3 separate regions of the Mus musculus genome follow, and all the other regions are linked to region 1. Evidence: chromatin contacts called from public Hi-C and Micro-C data. All regions are on one chromosome and are shown on one strand. Each heading gives the region's core, a stretch centred on a gene start, on an enhancer-like site or on the middle of the called end of the contact. The rest is flanking DNA. Distances are from core to core; before and after follow the strand shown.

What was found. A called contact is a pair of places that touch in the nucleus more often than the background predicts.
Region 2: a contact with region 1 is called in a Hi-C map of the HPC-5 cell line, with 3 times the contacts expected there. The contact joins the enhancer-like site here to the promoter of Epha7 in region 1. A contact is called at or near these places in 6 of 484 Hi-C or Micro-C datasets (the HPC-5 cell line, the N1E-115 cell line, cortical neurons and 3 more).
Region 3: a contact with region 1 is called in a Micro-C map of embryonic stem cells, with 3 times the contacts expected there. The contact joins the enhancer-like site here to the promoter of Epha7 in region 1. A contact is called at or near these places in 4 of 484 Hi-C or Micro-C datasets (cerebral cortex, embryonic stem cells and forebrain), 1 of 115 datasets of contacts at active chromatin or transcription factors (embryonic stem cells) and 1 of 9 other capture datasets (adipose tissue).

Annotation. Positions count from the first base shown.
Region 1 is chr4:28,811,711-28,814,410 of GRCm38.p6, reverse strand. It overlaps Epha7 (Eph receptor A7), which reads right to left and starts at 1,280. Exons shown (of 17, transcript NM_010141.4): 1 at 931-1,280. The coding sequence starts at 1,027.
Region 2 is chr4:28,910,990-28,913,689 of GRCm38.p6, reverse strand. The region is part of intron 5 of Epha7 (Eph receptor A7); the gene reads right to left. Among named protein-coding and RNA genes, the nearest start is that of Epha7, 99 kb to the right of the region's middle. Within about 2 kb of position 1,434, at least 35 of the 459 cell types and tissues checked have an H3K27ac peak or open chromatin away from gene starts, as enhancers often do. A contact at or near this core is called in the HPC-5 cell line and granulocyte-monocyte progenitors, where this site is marked.
Region 3 is chr4:28,697,880-28,700,579 of GRCm38.p6, reverse strand. No RefSeq gene overlaps it. Among named protein-coding and RNA genes, the nearest start is that of Epha7, 110 kb to the left of the region's middle. Within about 2 kb of position 1,304, at least 16 of the 459 cell types and tissues checked have an H3K27ac peak or open chromatin away from gene starts, as enhancers often do. A contact at or near this core is called in embryonic stem cells, where this site is marked.

The DNA.
Region 1 (2,700 bases), core at 31-2,530:
AAACGCAAGCTTGTCAGATGAGGTACCGGTATTGTGACACTGCTTAGCAGCAAGACACTTCCTTTGACAGGATTTATTTTTCCCCAGCTCCAACTACAGGCACCAAAAGGTATTTTACCTTTTGCCAATGGTTCAAAGGAGACGCAGGGAAAAATACCCACGTACAGGCGTATCCTGTGGTCAAAAGAAGCCTCCCCTCGCGTACCAGAACTCGTCCCCAGAGGCCAGGACTGGCTACTTGGACTCCCGGAGTACCGGACCTGGGCCAAGTGACGGGAGACTTCTCACTCGGTGGCCTCTCCGTGCAAACTGCCGGCTGCGGCCAGTCCTCCCGGCGGCGGGTCGAGCCCGAGCCCCGCGCGCTGCCTCCCCTCGCGGCCGCATTGTTTCGAGCGGCAGCCGAGCGCCCACCGCAGGCCCGCGCCGCTGCCGCCGCCGCCGCCGCCGCCGCCGCAGTGAGCGAGTCGGCGGGAGCCCGAGCGCTCGCAGCCACGGAAGTCTCGGCTCCTCCGGGGAGGCTGGGGGCGACGCGGAGCTCCACTCCCCAGGTTTCGAACCAACTCTCACTGTGGCGTCCACGGCAGGCCGACCGCAAGAGAAGGAGCAAACGCGGCGGTTGGAGCTGAAGACCCGAGATGCCGGATGCAAAGGAGCTCGCTCGCCCTTCAGCCTCGCCACCATGGCCCCCCGAGCTGCCCGGCTGCAGAGCGCGCGCCAGTCCCCGGCCACCCCTTGGAGCTCCGGGGCCCCGACTAGTCCCGGCCGGTCGCCTCTGGTCGATTGGAACTGAGGGCGGGGAGGGGGCGGGGGGTCGAGGGAGGGTCGCCCGGCGCCGGAGGCGCGGCGGCCAGCGCCGCGGACCCGTCGGCTCGTGCAGGTAGACAGCGAAATAAATAAGTCAGAACAAACTTTGCTTTCCTCTGGCCTTACCTTCCTTCGCAGCCTGCGCCTCCCCCGTGTGTGCAAAGCCAAGCAGCCAGATGTAACACAAAATAATCCACGAAGGGAACCGAGTTTGAACAACCATGGTGCATGAGCAGGTTTGATTTTTTTAGGCTGCAGTTGGGTCGCAGCTCTTTAGATGCTGTTTGCTCCGAAGTGGGTTATTATTGTTGTTATTATTGCGCTCCTCGCATCGATCCCCTTCTGGGTCCCAGGCCGTCTGCTCCACGCTTAGCTGTTTGATTTCTCTCTCCCCCCTCCGGTTCGTTCGCACCGTGTTTGCTGCCTGCAAGTCTCCGACTGCAGACCGGCCGCTTGCTCCACACTCCAATAATATCAATTAGGGGGGAGGAGGCGGGGCTACGAACCCAGAGCCTCCGCCACTCCGACTGAGTGGCAGCCGCAGCCCGCCTGCTAGGCGGCGATTCCCACGGCCGGGGGGCGGGTCCCTACGAAGTGGCCGCCTCTACCTTGGAGGCGGGGTCCTGAGCAGGAGCCAATCAACGCCGAGCGGAGTCGGGTTGCGAGTCCAGGATTCCCTCCCAGATCGGTTGCCGGGAAAGCGGGGACGAGCCGCGTTAGGCCAGCGGCGTGCAGTCGGGAGCACTTGGCTTTTAGCTACTGCAGCTTCACTGAGCTGAATAAACCCGAGAATAACTCTCCCGTCTTACACTCCTGTATATAGCAGTGCTGCTCAACGTCTTCTAGACGGCATAGGCGAAACAAGCCTTCCCTCAACTACCAATCACCGACCCCGACCCGGACAGTGAAACTGAGCTATGCTTTTAGAACGCCTTTTACTTTTTTGTTAGCAGCCTCAGCAGGTCGGATAACTTTGGTTTTCTGCCTTTTTTCTTTCTTTCTTTTCTTTTCCTCTCTTTTGTTTTCAAAAGTTTGAACTTCTGTTCTGTAACTCGAGAGGCATGTTTAACTACTACTCCCCTATCTCTGGAAAAATAAAATTAATCAAAAGTGCCCCCCGCCCCCCAAAAGAAAACCTTTCAATGTTTGCCTGAGTTCACAACAACCTATGACAAAAGAAACAGGGAAAGTGGGGCTGGAGAAAGGAAGTCTTTTGTTTTATGCTCGCCTCTTCTCTCCTTCTATCTTCAGTTTCTTCTCAGGCAAAATAGGACCTTAGAAAACGTTTCTTGTCGTTTTTACTTACATGCTTCTCATTTTCTGGGGTCTTTCATAGGTTGCTCTACTTGAATTGTTTCCCATTTCGCTGTGTAAATAACATTCAGTTCTAAAGAAAGCCGCCAGGTACTAAATTCACATAGCCATTCCTTCTACTTGGGCAAACATTTACTATTTTCTGTAGTTAGTCCATAATTATTCTGTAATTATCTTTCTAAAAAAAGCTAAGACTAAAAATGTAACCAACATTTCCACTTGAATTCACCCAATCCTAGCTACAAGAAAAAAGTGTGTGGAGAAATCTGTTTTCCATTAGGCAGTTTTGCACACTTTGCAAGCAAGAGGTGGTTGACATTGTAAAATGAAAATCTTAAAAATGTAATGGCCAAATCATCTATGTCAAGGGTCACACTGAGTAGATAAGTACGTCATATTTTAAGATGGATTTTCCTTTTATTGTTCTATATTTTTAAAGAAAAGGAAAGAAAAATAAACACTCATTGATGATCAGCCTTTATTTCTGATGGACAAAAAGTTCAACCTCGGACTTCCTGGTTGACCTCTGGAAATGTGTGCTGGTTTCTCTCTGATATGTACAGGAGGGATAGTGTAGATAAA
Region 2 (2,700 bases), core at 185-2,684, 99 kb before region 1:
TTTATGAATAAGGTTTTCTCTGCACATTACAGCCGTCAACCAGGAACAGACTCATACAGATTTAAAATTGATCCCAACTGAACCTCATATTTTAGTCGTATATTATGCAAGCTTGGGAATTTCATGTAAAGTACTTTAGTTAGAAAATATAAGAAAATTCTTAAACTGGTTAACACATTCTCTCATTTTCTCTGATCGTATGAAGCGAACATATTCACAAGTTACTGACGTGAATCCCATCATTTGGAGAGCAGTCCAGGAATTTTTAGAGTCTAAAACATATTTCCTAAGATGAAAATATATTTTACAAATGCATAACTATATGTGATATTCAAAGAGTAAAATTTTAGAAATCAATGTCTGCTGTTAATAAATAACTATAAAATCATTCTGATTCATTAAATAAATCAGACATCTGTAAAAATATATCACTGTAAATTTAGTAATTTTATTTACTTATTATGTATTATGTATTTGTTTATTTATTGGTTTTTCAAGACAAGGCTTTTCTGTGTAACACTGGCTGTCCTGGGGTACTCGCTTTGTACACCACACTGGCCAAGAACTCAAGCGATCCACCTGCCTCTGTCTCCTGGGTGCGGGGATTGAAGGTGTGCACCACCAATGCCCAGCTTAGAGTCAGTAATTTTTCAGCTCTTCATCTCCATATAGAAAGCTTGGTTATTTCTCAGCTTGCAGTCTCTTTAGCAGGGCACAGAACTTACCAGTTGGGTAATTCTGTTCTGTGAGCCTTTTGTTCACAACCTCTGAATTGGGCTTGACGGTTACATAGCAGCTGGTAGTCCTGTGCTTTCTATCTGAAGGGGCTGTCATCTACTAGCTCCGGGGCTCACGCTGACATTAACCACCACGGAGGTGGTGCTTTACTGTTCATGATCCCTTACTTTCTTGATCTCCAGTTGTCCATTGGTCACGTATGTAAGTATCATAGCACAGCCTAGGCTTCAACCTTCCTTACCAAACTACAATTCATATCTCCTCTCTGCCTTTACTTCCTAATATTCCATTACTCTCGCTCATGTAGTCTGATGGTAACCATTGACATACTCTCCGAGTTAGATCATTTTTATTTACTAGCATCTCTTGTAAATTGTATAAAACTGGATCTACTATAGAAAATCCTGCATTTGAAAGAAGAAGAAGCTCTGATTCTTATTATGAGTGCTAGAAAAGGTTATGAAATGAAGTTATCCTTGCTTTTGTATCCTTACATGGTAGGGAAAAACGGGGAGAAAAACGGTTACTGGAAGACAGCACTATATAGAGGGATCTGTAGTCCCGGAAGAGATGTTGCTCTATGAAGAGTACATCTAAAATAGAAAGAAAGGGAGATGTTGTCTGAGCTGTATAACTTATATGTAGCCATGTGCCAGGAGACTGTCCCTCCTTAGACTCACTTCCTGAATACTGTGGCAACACATCTCACACAGAGCAAGGAAACCACACAACCACACGGAATACATCAGAGATCACAGGTCATAAGCTTCACCCATGTCAAACTTTTTTCTCAGACATGAATTGCAAAACACAACTGCCCTGCCTGAAGCTTGATCTGACTTGATAACAGCTAGTGCTGGTTCAGTTGAAACCCTGTTTGTGGTAGCTTTTTATTAATATCTCCAGGAATCCAGCTTTCCCATTCAAACTTCCAAACGTACACTGCTTGGTTTTGTAGTTCTTTATGTATTCTAGAACATATATCTCTAAAAATATATACCCAGAAAATATTATATATATAATGTAATATATAATATGTACACATATACAATATATATTTCAAAATCATTTGTAAGAGAGCAAGTAGGGTTATATGAGAAAGTTGGAGGTAAGAAAGGAAGGGGAAATGATTTATTTACATTATGATATTAAAAAAAAGAAGCAGACTTTCTCGTCGCCGTAGGTGACAGCACTATAGGCTTTCATTGTTCTTGCTATATCTTACTGTTACCAATGCATCCCATTCACTCTCCTCTAACAAGAGTACCCAAGCTCATATACTAATCAAATTCAGAGAGGATGCCATGAATAAGTAAAAAACATGCCAATGTTGACAGAGATTCATGCTAATAAGAAGGCTGAATAGAGAGATAGGAATTATTAGTAATGTCTACAATTTTAGATCTAGCCCACAAATCACTTTACGATAGTAGTTCTCAACCTTCCTAATGCTGCAGCACTATAATACAGGTCTTCATGTTGTGATGACCCACAACCATTAAAATTGCCTCATTGCAACTTCATAACTGAATGTTTGCTATGGTTATAAATAATAATGTAAATATCTGATCTACTGGATATCTGATATGGGACCCCCAAAGGGGTTATGAACCACAGATGGAAATCCAGTGCTTTAAGGTATATAAAACTAGGTACAATATATTCCTTTTGAAAGCAACAGGAAAAAGACACCTACATGATCATACACATTAGTTAAAATAGATATTATCAATACTGGATTTAAAAATAAAAAGTAATCAGGCTTTCCATGGCCTTTTTAATGTTTCAAGTTCACCTGCATATAGGTGATTTATACTGCTGTTGAATTTTTATACTGTAACAAGCAAGGAAGGAGTTGCTCTTTATTCTGTAAATGTCCTCAAGAATGCCAATGGTAAGCCACCCTTTTCCATAAATCGTTCCCCTTGATTTTCTTTGATTGAATTGTCAAGCACTATCTGT
Region 3 (2,700 bases), core at 55-2,554, 110 kb after region 1:
AAACCAGCCTTAAAATGAACAATACCCATGCACAACATTGTGAAAGCCAAGACAGCTTTTTAGTACACATTCATAGGTAGGTGCTTGAGTGAAGAGGGATTTGACATGGTGTAATTGCTGACTTTGTACACAGAAATGAAACTTGGTCTGAACATTTTAACCACAAGTATATTTATTTAAAATTTTGCAGTGTTATAGAATTTCATAGTTTATTAATACTAATAAATTTGAAGGAGAATAAATACTGAAAAGTGAAAGTTCCTTACTTTGTAAGACAATCAAAAGTAGAATGAGTTAACAACTGTGATTTTTTATTTTTAATATGCAAATCAGGTTTTTTAAACTTTTTATTGGATATTTTATTTATTTACATTTCAAATGTTATTATTCCCTTTCCCGATTTCCCCTCCAAAAGCCATTCCCCCTCCTCCTGCTTCTGAGGGTGTATCCCACCCACCCTTGCCTCCTTGCCTTCCTATTCTCCTACAATGGGGCATCAAGCTTTCATGGGACCAAGGCCATCCTCTGATATATAATATCCTTGGTTGGTGGTTTAGACCCTGGGAACTCTGGTTGGTTGATATTGTTGTTCTTCCAATGGGGTTGCAAACCCCTTTAGCTCCTTCAGTCCTTTCTAGGACCCTGTGATCAGCTCAGTGGTTGGAATTATTATTATTATTATTTTTTTTTAATGACAAAGAATAGTTTTGCTCTTTCATCCTTTTACAGGGTGGATTTAGATGTTCATGAAACAAGAGTTGGGAGTGGCTTATAGTTCTTTTCTTTTTCTTTTTTTTACAACTCCCATCCAACACAGAAATGCCTTTGTACTTGTCAACAAATGTTCGCCTTTAGTACTCAAAGATTCCAAAACTAGTAAAACTCTGTTCTCTCCTCCCCTCATACATGTTGCAGTAATTCTCCAATCCAAACATGCCCTAGCAATGAAAACACAACTCAATTAATATGAATACATGGTGTGTGCCTAGATTGGGCAGATCTACCGCTACACTACAGTCTTTCCCATCTATGAGACCCCTTAGAACTAGCAGTTCCTCCAGGCCAGGGGCTTCTGCTGTGCTTTCCTTCCACCCTGTCCTTGGTTGTCCTCTCTCTCCCCCACTCCTTCTTCTCTCTCTCTCTCAACTTTCAGGTCCACCTGCCCTTTATCTGTCCAATCACTGGCTTTAGCCTTTATTTTACAAATTAAGGTGGGAAGAAGGTTTACAGGAAATCACCTGAGGGCTGACTCATTCCTAGTTCACAACCCCTCCCAGGAGAAAGGAATTAGCATAAAATTACATATAGCTCCAGAGCTATCCACAACACTTACAGGCCTCTGGTAGTTGAACTTAGGACTCCAGGCTTGGTGGCAGCAAGTGCTTTTACTCTTGATCTGGGTCATCTTGTTCTAAGATTTGGGACTTGGATGACTGTAAAGAATTTCTATTAAAAAATTTTTTCTGAAATATTGCCCTTTTAATTTTATACATTTGACCTGGTTAGTGCTAGCTCTTTACATATTTGAAGAGGGAAATTCTTTTCTCTCCACTTCTTTTTCTCGTTTTCCAGGGGCAGAGGTAGTAGACTTCTTTTGGCAAGAGGAGTACATGCAAACATGTTATGTAGAAGGAGAAAACACCATGGACAAATGTAAGGAACGAGCATGTTACATTAACAACACTGACTACGTGTGTCAGAGCAGGGAATTTGTGAGAGTTAGTAAAAGTAATCAGAAAAGGGTCAGGTTGAGTTCTAGTCTGTCAGCCTTCCTTCCTTCCTCCCTTCCTCCCTTCCTTCCTTCCTTCCTTCCTTCCTTCCTTCCTTCCTTCCTTCCTTCCTTCCTTCCTTCCTTCCTTCCTAATTTTTATTTTTCTTTCTCTCTGAGAAAGGTCTGAGAAAAAGATTCACTCTATAGTTAAGTCTAGCCGATAACTAAATTCTATCCCAGGCTGGACTCAAACTCAAGACAATTCTCCTGCTGCAACCATCAGGGTGCCAGGGTTTTAGGTGTGAACCTCCATACCTTTCTGAGGTAGGGTAGTTGTAAGGCCAAAGACCATTGTCAGAGAGATTGATCAAAGTACAGATCAGAATTACAACAAACTCCCCTTCCAACTGTACATGAATTTCTTTCTGTTCTCCTTTCCTTATGCCAGTTTTTCTGCTTCCCAGCCAGTGTTATGAAATCCATTCTCTTTGAATGTGGGTTGGACTTAGACATCTGTTCCTAAGGAACAGAGGATTCAAGACTGTTGCGCACTTGCTCATCTAGTTTCAAAAAAATATGTAGCTTCTCAGTGGCAGAGCCTCTACTGCATTTTCTTTATTATTTTTTTCTTCTTTTCTTTTTAAAAAAATTTTATTAGATATTTTCTTCATTTACATTTCAAATGCTATCCCCAAAGCCCCCTATACTCTCCCTGGCCCTGTTCCCCAACCCACCCACTCCCACTTCCTGGCCCTGGCATTCCCCTGTACTGGGGCATATGATCTTCTCAAGACCAAGGGCCTCTCCTCCAGTTGATGGCCGACTAGGCCATCCTCTGCTACCTATGCAACTAGAGACACAGCTCTGGGGGGTACTGGTTAGTTCATAGTGATGTTCCTCCTATAGCGTTGCAGAGCCCTTTAGCTCTTTGGGTACTTTGCAAACTCTCCTGAAGGGAGCTGGCACTCTGGAGAGGCTCTTGTTCAGCC